Regions from separate parts of the Zea mays genome. Here regions 2 and 3 are each linked to region 1. A link is a contact called in public Hi-C data. All regions are on one chromosome and are shown on one strand. Each heading gives the region's core, a stretch centred on a gene start, on an enhancer-like site or on the middle of the called end of the contact. The rest is flanking DNA. Distances are from core to core; before and after follow the strand shown.

Region 1 (3,642 bases), core at 622-3,121:
TTCGCTTGCGATTTGTTTTGCACCCTCTCTCTCGGACTCGATTATATTTCTAACGCTAACCCGGCTTGTAGTTGTGATTAAGTTTGTAAATTTCAGTTTTGCCCTATTCACCCCCCCTCTAGGCGACTTTCACGGAGGAATTGTAGAGTCCCTCTCAGCCAACTGCTCGAGGGAAGTGGCTGGGCCCTGACTCTTCATAATTCTTAGGGATCCACTATAGTTCCTGTGGTGGTCAGTTATACACCAACAACTATCTCTGAGTTGAGAGGATTACAAAGTTGTGTAATGCAAACGATAGTATCCAAAAACAAAGATGTTATACATTCTAGTGGATGAGGCACATTGAGTGAATAAGATACCACGATGCATCCATGAGTATAATCTCCCATGTTAAGGAACATCTGCTTCAAGTATGCCTTCACCTCAATCTAAAGTTTAGATATTAATTTTAAATTATTTTAGCTCTTAAAGCATATCAAGAGTGTCTTAAATTAGTTCCATATTTAAAAATATAGGGCTCAAATAAAAAAAAGCTCCAACAGTGTCATATTTTACAAAATTTTATCTAAAAAATATAGAGCACACCATGAAGTGACCTAAATATACTACGCCCCAGAGTAGTGCTCTATCCTTGTTTTCTACATTATTTTCTTTCCTAATAACATAATTTACTTCCTAAAATATATGATTTAGAGCTTAATTGTTTGAGCGCAATTTGTTTTTAGTGTCCTAAAAACTTTAAATGATGTAGTATTTTGATTTTTGGGGGCACTATTTTAAGTCACCTTGTTGGAGATGCTCTTATTGCCCTAAACATATGGACCCAAAGAAGTAGCTAAAGTTTAGTTGTTCTCATGAAAAATTTAGACTACATAAATGAGCCAAATTAATCTATTTTTAAAGTTTTAGAAAGTATGGCCACCGTAAAACTATTCTAAATTTGGTTTAAGTCAAACTTAAAATAGTAGAAAAAATAGAGTATGTTTTTTTAGACATGTTGGCTCTCTAAAAAATCTAATCAATTTAGTATAACTATCTAGAGAATTACTTCATTCGTCTCACATTTTTACCAAGTTTGACCGATTCGTCTTATTCAACTTTTTTTGCAAATAAAAAATTAAAAATTAAAACCATACTTAAATTATTTTAAAGTATATTATATGCTAAACGATATCATGATAAAAATTAATAATAATTATAAATATTTTTTAATAAGACGAGATGGTCAAATTTCAACCTATTTATCTTCTTTGTCGCATGACAAGATTGGGAGGCCTCCCAAACCGGCTCCGACTCCGTCTCTTGTAGGAGTCCTCTCAAACGATCTAAAAAAAGATCTCACAACAATGAGCCATGAGGAGACATAGTCATTTTTATAGAGAGAAGACGGAGCAAAAAAATGGCTTTTGTGGCTCCTCACTGCCTTTGTCTCGTGCTAAGAAAAGCACTAGCTTCTATAGCGAAGCTCCTCTTTAAGAGAAGCTAGAGCCAAAGTTATTTTTGAAGGAGTCGGAGCCGTGTCAAATAGGCCCATAATTTCCCGCGACAAGTGGATTTTAGGACATCAAAATCTTTCATGTCAATAGAGCCAAATTGGTTTCCATGCAATCTCGTTTCTTATTGTCATTTGTAACAAACTATTAATCTTTTATAATAGTATACTCATTTTTCTAGATAAATATTCGATCTAAAACATTCTTTTGAGCGTTTTTATAAAAAAATTGGAACATTTTTAATCGGGATTATTAGAACCGGCGTCGTGTGAACCAAATCCAAGTGCGGAAGTGCGCCGCTGCCCCTTTTCCTGTTCACTCCGCTTCCCAGCCGTGTGCTCGCATCCCAAGTCAACCCACGGCATTGACCGCGACCCAGCTGCGCGCGCCGCGAGCCCGCGACCTCAAAGAGTCAAGACCACTGACCAGTGACCACCACGCGCTCACCGCCAGCCCGCACGGCCGCCCCTGCCCGCACGAACGGGCACGCAGCGCTCCGCTCTGACACCCTGCCAATGCCGACGCCGCCATCCGCCCCCGCCCGCTTCCTCCTCGCGTCCCTACTCTTCGCCATCCTTGCCCTCGCTGCCGTCTCTGCCAATGCTGCGGCGCCACCATCGCCGGCTGAGGCCCTGCTGGCGTGGAAATCGAGCCTGGGCGACCCGGCGATGCTATCCACGTGGACGAACGCCACCCAGGTATCCATCTGCACCACCTGGCGTGGGGTCGCCTGCGACGCTGCCGGCCGCGTTGTGTCGCTCCGTCTGCGCGGGCTCGGCCTCACCGGCGGCCTGGATGCGCTCGACCCGGCCGCGTTCCCGAGCCTCACTTCCCTCGACCTCAAGGACAACAACCTGGCCGGCGCCATCCCTCCGTCGCTCTCGCAACTGCGCACTCTGGCCACGCTCGACCTGGGCAGCAACGGGCTCAACGGCACCATCCCGCCGCAGCTCGGCGACCTCTCGGGCCTCGTCGAACTCCGGCTCTTCAACAACAACCTGGCCGGCGCAATCCCGAACCAGCTGAGTAAACTGCCAAAGATCGTCCAGATGGACCTGGGGTCCAACTACCTGACTAGCGTCCCGTTCTCACCGATGCCCACGGTGGAGTTCCTCTCGCTCTCTGTCAACTACATCAACGGCAGCTTCCCGGAGTTCGTGCTCAGGAGCGGGAACGTCACCTACCTCGACCTATCGCAGAACGGCTTCTCCGGTCCAATCCCGGACGCGCTTCCGGAGCGGCTGCCGAACCTGCGGTGGCTCAACCTGTCAGCCAACGCGTTCTCCGGCCGGATCCCAGCGTCGCTCGCGAGGCTGACGAGGCTCAGAGACCTGCACCTTGGCGGCAACAACCTTACTGGCGGCGTTCCCGACTTCCTCGGGTCCATGTCGCAGCTGAGGGTCCTTGAGCTCGGCAGCAACCCACTCGGCGGGGCGCTCCCGCCGGTTCTTGGCCAGCTCAAGATGCTGCAACAACTCGACGTGAAGAACGCCAGTCTGGTCTCCACTCTGCCGCCGGAGCTCGGCGGTCTGAGCAACCTCGACTTCCTCGATCTCTCAATTAACCAGCTCTATGGGAGCTTGCCGGCGTCATTCGCTGGGATGCAGAGGATGCGGGAGTTCGGCATATCGTCCAACAACCTCACCGGCGAGATCCCAGGACAGCTGTTCATGAGCTGGCCGGAGCTCATATCGTTCCAAGTGCAGACCAACTCGCTAAGGGGCAAAATCCCACCGGAGCTCGGCAAGGTGACGAAGATCCGATTCTTGTATCTCTTCAGCAACAACCTCACCGGCGAGATCCCGTCGGAGCTCGGCAGGTTGGTGAACCTGGTTGAACTGGATTTATCTGTCAACTCGCTCATCGGACCCATACCCAGCACGTTCGGCAACCTCAAGCAACTCACGCGGCTGGCGCTCTTCTTCAACGAGCTCACCGGCAAGATCCCGTCGGAGATCGGCAACATGACGGCGCTGCAAACCTTGGACCTCAACACCAACAACCTGGAAGGCGAGCTGCCTCCCACCATCTCGTTGCTTAGGAACCTCCAGTACCTGTCAGTGTTCGACAACAACATGACTGGTACCGTCCCGCCGGACCTCGGCGCAGGGCTGGCACTGACCGATGTGAGCTTCGCGAACAACAGTTT
Region 2 (3,642 bases), core at 733-3,232, 400 kb before region 1:
CTCCTAGAATATTATATACTACCGCCCATTCTTTTTTATTTGACATCGGACAGTTCAAATGTGCACTAACAAACGTCAAATATAAAATCAGAGAGAGTACTATGTAATCCAACAAACAATTGAAGAAAACAAGAATGTATAAATTACAAACTAAAAGAGAGAGAGAAAAAATAACACAATTGGATGGGAAGAAACTATTTAGTTAATAATGTATAAATTACAAACCAAAAAAGAGAGAAAAGAGAACATAATTGGATGGGAGGCAACTATTTAGTTGATAGCATGATTATAAACATATGCAAATCAAGTCACAATAATAGGTTCCGTGACTGGAGGGAATCGTTATCCAATGAAGAAGCATCATCAAGTGGAACATATACTAAATATATCATATATGTCTCATGGCCAGTCCCAAAATTTCATGGAAGCAACGCCACTACCTAGAATAGGAGACCACTTCTAGATGGAGAAATCCTGGCAAAGAAATCCTCAACACCAAAGAAGCTCCTTTTATGACGTTTTCTTAAGAATATGCTAAGATGGCAAGTTTGCTCCATATAAAGCTAAAGAACCTAAGAGTCCTGTCAGTTACTATACATATACTATGACATGAAAGCAAAGAGAATGTGATGGCAACTAGATGCTAGAAGAAAAGGAATGGAACAAGGGGAGCATGACAGATATGTGAGGCTACATGGCAAACTAAAAAAACTCAGCCAGAGAGGAAATGACCGTCCTCCCGGTATAATATTAAGAAGAGACCGAAACAATGGTCCGAGCCGAGAAAATCCCCGAACCCTGGCCTCCCATCACTAACGGACCGACATCAACCGGCCACTCTACAATGGGCCAGCCGGAGGGTAGAGCACAGGACATCTAACCTGAGAGCGGATGAGGCAGAACGAGGGATTCTTTTTTAACCAAGCCCGAAAATTCGCCCGCGAGGGGAATCGAGCCCGAGACTTGGGGTGCTACTCAGAAGCCTTGTAAATATGGTATTTGTGGAAAAAATATTAACTGATTGTTCCCCTTGTAAGTTACTTGATTAATGTGCAAGGGGAAAAATCGGTCCTAAAATTTGGCAAAGATAATTGTTAACAGCTAGCAAAGAAAAAGAATACAGCCCCATGTCATAAGCCCTAAAGTTCACCCTGTAAGTTGGGAATCGCCTATAGTTAAATATTTTGAAAGTTAAAATGCTTAGCAAGCTAGCTTGAAAGACTAGTATTGGCAAATAATGTGTTGTCGCGAACATGTTTACAACACAGTGATTGAATCTATGTAGCAACTAACTGACTTTCACTGCTGTTACTGATGGAAAACTGGGATAGAAGATGAGATTTGCATAAATACGTTCTAAATAGGATTAAGGCAGAGATTCAAACACATGGTCAGCGTCGGACAACGCAATACGCTACAAGCAACAGCAACACTACAAGCTAGATGACAAAACAGACGCATAGCGTCAAGCAATACACCAAAACGGACTGGGTTGTGTACATCGAGGTCCGGCGTTGTAGTACTAGGGAAAGTGGCGACAGTTACCTTCGAAGTACATGTAGACTCCGTCCTTGCGGCGCCACAGCTTGCGCTGGCGGACGATGACGGCGGGCATGACCTTCTTCCTGAGGTCGGGCTTACCCTTCTTGACGGTGGCCATGACCATGTCGCCGACGCAGGCGGACGGCAGGCGGTTGAGCCTACCCTTGATGCCCTTGACGGAGATGATGTAGAGGTTCTTGGCGCCTGTATTGTCCGCGCAGTTCACGGTCGCTGCGACGGGGAGACCCAGCGACATGCGGAACTTGTTCCCCGCCGTCCCTCCCCTCCCTGCGGCAGTTCATCCATTTCGACGCAGAAGCGGGCTGAGTTCGCCGGTAAGCGAGGGAAGGAACAGAAAAACGAGTCGGATCGTCCGAAGCGAATGGGGGACCGGAGCGTACGTACCGCGCTTCGACATGGCGGCGGCGCGAGGAGAAGAGGCCGGCTAGGGTTTGCGCTGGCTCGATGAATCTGTTCCTTCTAAGAAGAGAGAAGTGTTGTAGTTGGGCCTGGATTTGGAAAGAGGGCCGTGAAAGCGACAATGTGAGGCCCATCATGTTAATTTCCAGACTGGCCAACCATGTGACGGAGAGCCGGAGCGGGTTCGTGCGCGCACATGATCTTCCTAAACGGACAGAGAAAAATTAGCAATCAATGATCTAGATTATATCGTCACTAACTCTACGTACGTCTTAACTGTTACCATAAATTTTAGATTAGCCTAGTTTATTTCTTTTCTTAGGTATCTTAAATCCTTTCACAACTAAAAAGGCTAGCTTAATTATGGAAGAAGAGGTGTATCCTTAAGTAGTGTTTGCTTGGTTCTAGCTTAAATTCTTCCACACTAGTGGTGCGTCTGACTGACCGATCGACGACGTCTCCCAGGGGCCAAGTCCGACCCCCATCGGAGCTTATAAAGCGCAGCATATGGGAGGTTTTGTTTTGCACAAGATCGATCACAGCTAGCTAGCTGCAGCACAGAGAGAGATAAATAGATAGATATAGCTCGATCGGAGCAACTGGTGTGTGAGGCGATCATGGCGTTTCTACTCGGCCTGCTGTACACCGGCGGCAGCAGCCGGTCGGCTGCGGCGGTGAGGCAGCTGATGCTATCGAGGTTGAGGTGCTCCTGGAGAAGACGCGCGGCGCGGCCCAGGCGAAGCGCGGTCCGGTTCGGGTATGACCTGCATAGCTACTCGCAGAACTTTACGACGGTCACGGCCGGCTTGTGCGTAGCTCCTACGGCTTTAGGGCTGACTGATTGGGTGAACAGAGATCATGGGAGGATGGGAGAGATTCATTTCCCCCTTAATCCTCCTTCTTCAGTGTACGTAGCTAACTGCAGCCAAGACTCTCTCTCAAAAAAAAAAAAAAGACCAAGATATAGTGTGGCGGTGTGGCTTAATTAGTGCTTCTTAGTTTACGGTGATTAATTATTTGCTCTCTAGCTAGCTAGCTGGTTCATCATCCAGTTATTTATTGTATAAAGAAAGTATACCTTAGCTCGTCTGCGCAGATTAGATGCACAGGAAAGCAATTCTATGTCTGCCATAGATCGACCAACAATAAGCAGAGACTGTGATTTGGTTAGCCCTCAGCCGTTGAAACGGATGGGTTTTGTTGGCAGCTGTTCACTGTTCTGATCCGCTCTGCGGTTGCCTTAAAACGACCGCCTCCGTTAATACTAATTAACCGAGACAGCCTCCGCTACAGTGTCTCCCTCGGTTAACGCATTATAGGAGGCGCTCGTTAATCATCGATTAACGGAGGTGGTTGCAATCACCTCCTTTTGTCCGCTTTTATTAAAATTTCTGTACTAGTGAAGGTTGTTACTTATCAAGATATATAGGTCATTAGTTTTGATAAATTTGTACATTTTGAACAAAATATATGATATATCTATAATAACAGGGATATCAATAAGATTGTAGGTACTTTATTTCCTAAAAAGTTACAATGAAACATATTTTATTGATAGAGTAAGGTTGTCCGCAACAGATCGTGAAAAATAGGGTATTTGCACTATAGATTACAATGTTTCTGAATACCGTGTTTTCTCATTGGTTTTCAAATTGTTCGGGAACCGATTAAAAACGTACG
Region 3 (3,642 bases), core at 446-2,945, 330 kb before region 1:
CTCTCAACTCAAAAACAGATGAAGGAGTAGGCCACTTTTGCATTGCTTCAGTCTTGGAAGGGTCTGCAGCTACTCCTTGCTGTGAAATGATATGTCCCAAATATGATAACTCGGTTTTGCCAAAAGCACACTTTGATCTCTTCAGAAAAAATTTGTGCTCCCTGAGTATATCAAACACCAGCCTCAAGTGGTGTAAGTGCTCAGCCCAAGAACCACTATACACTAAAATGTCATCCAGGAATACCATTACGAATTTTCTGAGAAAAGGAGCTAGAATGAAATTCATAGCGCACTGGAAAGTAGCTGGGGCGTTGGTAAGACCAAAGGGCATGACCCCAAACTGGTAATGACCCTGGTGAGTTTTGAAAGCTGTTTTGTATTCCTCAGATTCCTGCATTCGAATCTGATGGTAGCCTGCAGTGAAATCTAGACTGGTAAAATATTGTGTACCCGCTAGTTCTTCCAAAATTTCTTCCACTAGGGGCATCGGAAATCTGTTCTTGATAGTGAGATCATTTAACTTCCTATAGTCCACACAAAAACGCCAGGGTCCATCTTTTTTTTAACTAGAAGGACTGGTGAAGCAAAAGGACTGGTGCTAGGGGTGATCAAACCAGCCTGCAGTAGTGTAGTGACCTGCCTTTCTATCTCATCTTTGTGAAAGGGGGAGTACCTGTAAGGCTTAGAGTTTACAGGCACTGATCCAGGCATTAGTGGTATGCAGTGATCAAACTGTCTCATGGGTGGCAACTGGGTGGGGACAGTAAACAGGTCATCAAACTCCTGTAGCAACAACTGAATATCAGCTTTATTAGTCTGAATACCAGAATCAGATGTAGACTCCACTAGGACCATGGCCCAAATGTCATTTCCTGTCACCCATTTTTGCACTTGTAGTGCTGATACTTCCTGAATTGCTGAAACCTGATGCACATCATCACCATATAAAGTGACAGATTTCCCTGCATTCTGAAATTTCAGCACTTTGTGTACCCAATCACATTCCATAGGAAATCAGTCATTTAGTTGGGAGGTCTCGGTCATTGATGCCCTAGAGTATATATGTGGGAGCCTTGCCACCCTCGAGCCATATATGTGCCACCTCAAAGTCACCGGAGTAAAGTCGTGAGGGAGGGACCGAGGGAGAGAGAGAACACAGAGAAGATGACCGCCACCGTGGAATCTCGCCTATGGGGCCATTCAAAACAGGTGGGGTGGTTTGGGAGCATCGCTGGGTTGTGAGGATCGTGCAAAAGGGTTTCCAGGATATGGGAGGTCGACAGCGCGTGGTGATTTCTCACCGGAGTACAGAAGTTATAGCGGATCCGCCGTGCCCCAACTGACGGTGAGAAGACACATCTGCCTATAGCACTCATTTGCGCATAAGACACATCTGCCTATAGCAAGGAATTTCTCACTGGAACTGGGTCGTCGCCACGGTTCTGCACCGAGCAGTGGGCTGTGTTGTCATCGCCTTAAACGTCAGTGAGAAGTCCCTACTCTTTTCGCGCGAGGCCTACTTCATATAGCTTCATACGAGGGTGATTAGTTCACCAGGGAATGGTTGGACGTCGAGCCGGTGAAAGCGCTGCCACAGAAAGCATGGGAGCCAGCTCGGTTGTGGACGGGGGAGGAAGAAGATCCAGGTGCCGTCCAATTTGGATTGAATGGATAATATTAGATCATGACGAATTCAATCTGGGCCATCGGGATTGAAGCGAACGCATAGGATTAAGCCGAAGTTCGTGGATTAAACTAGTGTCGCTGATCTAAGATTGAACTTTTGATAAAGAGCCCCTACCTTTTTGCATAATCAACCTGCCATCCTCAGGCCATGGAGAATCCTTACACCTAGGTCCTTGGGACTTTGCAGAAATACCCTTAAAGCTAATCCTTGATATAAAAATAATATTAAACTAGATATATATGCCCATGCGTTGCCACGAAAGTTAAAAATTAGTGTAAAATATAGATAAAGGATAACAAACATCACTATGATAAATATGTAACTTAGAAACTGTAAAAGTTGGTGCTTTATTCTGAACAAATTTTGAAGAAACAAATTAAAAAAATTAAAATATAGATCCATTATTCCAAATTTTAAATGGTGGCGGTAGCACTGGAACACCTCATTGCACAAGCTCCACTATACTTCAAATGTGTCCTATTAGTATGCAGGGCATACTGCAATTCTAATAGATTGAAATAGAAAACTTTTCATTCCACGTGACATCCACTCCAACACTTTTCTTTATCGCTAATCACAAATGATTCTGTAAAGGATGGTCATAATCTACAAACTCTATCCATCCGTTTAAATCTGATTCATATAATATGTTTTTCCAAAAAATATGAAACTTCTTATGGGCAAACAACAAATTAAATAGAACCTACTTAAACATATTAACTGAAAACTAAGGTTGCTAATAAAGAGGAGGGAAGAAACAAAATCTATGTGAACCTATACACAGGTCGTTTCCGTCCTTCACAAAGAAAACCTGAAATGTTTCAGCTCCAAAAACAACGCCACAACCCCTTTTGGAATCAGCGACCATGCACACAACCTACTCCTTCAGGTCTTGTTCGTTTATGCCGGATTGGTGGGTCGGAACGATTCCTAATCGGATTGCTTCTCTAATTTATATAAACTTTGATTAGCCGGAACGATTTCGGGTGCAATCCGACGTAAACGAACAAGGCCTCACTTGAACCCAAGTTATTCATGTTGTAGGCCAAATTTCCAATGAGTGACAAGTTTGGTAAAAGGCTATAGCTACAAAGAAAGGGAAATACAGTGAGAGGGAGTTAGAAGTGAAGCTGTGTTAGCAGGTTCCTGCAACTATACTGCATCATGAGGCTCACATATCTCAAATACCACGACACAATCATCTAATAGTGCATCAAGGACTAAATATCAGAGTTGTCAAAAACTGAATCGCAAATGGCTGTGTTAAGAGCAACAATTAAATCAGCATTGCAGCAGGCGCAGAGTGGATGTACACTTGAACCGGATGTCGACATCGTTCTTGGTGAGCTCGGTGGCGTTGATCTACTCCATGGAAATGTTGGCGAGGTCCTTGATGCTGTCATCCATGAACAACCACATGTGCTCCTTCTCCAGCTTCACCTTCTCTTGCGGGTTTAGTCCGATCGGGTACTTTTACTTGAGAGCCTAGTTCCCTCTCTCCTGTGCCTCGACCCTCGGCTTTAGCCGCTCCACTGGGACCTCCTGTCTCGCTAGCAGGGACGATGGTATAAAGGACCTCGTCCTATAAGAAATATTAGTGATATTTATATTTTTAAATAAATTTATTGAAAATAGATCCAAAGATATATTGAATAATACTAATTATGTATTGTATATTTAATCAAAGTTGAATGTTTGGAAGATAAAATTTTAGTGCTGCAAATACGAATTGCATTCAAATAGGTGTAATATAATAACTTCTCGTGGTTAACGTTGAGGATTTACATGCCACATCATTCAGAGTTTCCGATAAGAGGAACATGACAGAAAAGTTCTAACTATAAGAAGTTGAAATTAAGGTTGCAAGAAGAAGAAAAAGAAAGAAACATTACAACCAGGAAGCACGAACACGAATTAATTTTTGATTTTTCATTGAAACATGAAAACAATTGCAT

Evidence for each region. Hi-C and Micro-C count contacts between places; a contact is called where the count stands out from the background.
Region 2: a contact with region 1 is called in a Hi-C map of tassel, with 2.9 times the contacts expected there. The contact joins the promoter of LOC100272919 here to the promoter of LOC103626181 in region 1. A contact is called at or near these places in 2 of 25 Hi-C or Micro-C datasets (ear and tassel).
Region 3: a contact with region 1 is called in a Hi-C map of bundle sheath, with 2.4 times the contacts expected there. The contact joins the enhancer-like site here to the promoter of LOC103626181 in region 1. A contact is called at or near these places in 2 of 25 Hi-C or Micro-C datasets (bundle sheath and tassel).

What each region holds. Positions count from the first base shown.
Region 1 is chr5:31,514,354-31,517,995 of Zm-B73-REFERENCE-NAM-5.0, reverse strand. It overlaps LOC103626181 (MDIS1-interacting receptor like kinase 2), which reads left to right and starts at 1,871. Exons shown (of 2, transcript XM_008646574.3): 1 at 1,871-3,642. The coding sequence starts at 2,009.
Region 2 is chr5:31,909,844-31,913,485 of Zm-B73-REFERENCE-NAM-5.0, reverse strand. It overlaps LOC100272919 (60S ribosomal protein L23-like), which reads right to left and starts at 1,982. Exons shown (of 4, transcript NM_001147371.1): 1 at 1,948-1,982; 2 at 1,546-1,830. The coding sequence starts at 1,960.
Region 3 is chr5:31,840,649-31,844,290 of Zm-B73-REFERENCE-NAM-5.0, reverse strand. It overlaps LOC103626186 (a long non-coding RNA gene), which reads right to left. Exons shown (of 2, transcript XR_552754.4): 2 at 2,706-3,269. Among protein-coding and RNA genes, the nearest start is that of LOC103626186, 3.5 kb to the right of the region's middle. Within about 2 kb of position 1,695, at least 8 of the 20 cell types and tissues checked have an H3K27ac peak or open chromatin away from gene starts, as enhancers often do. A contact at or near this core is called in bundle sheath, where this site is marked.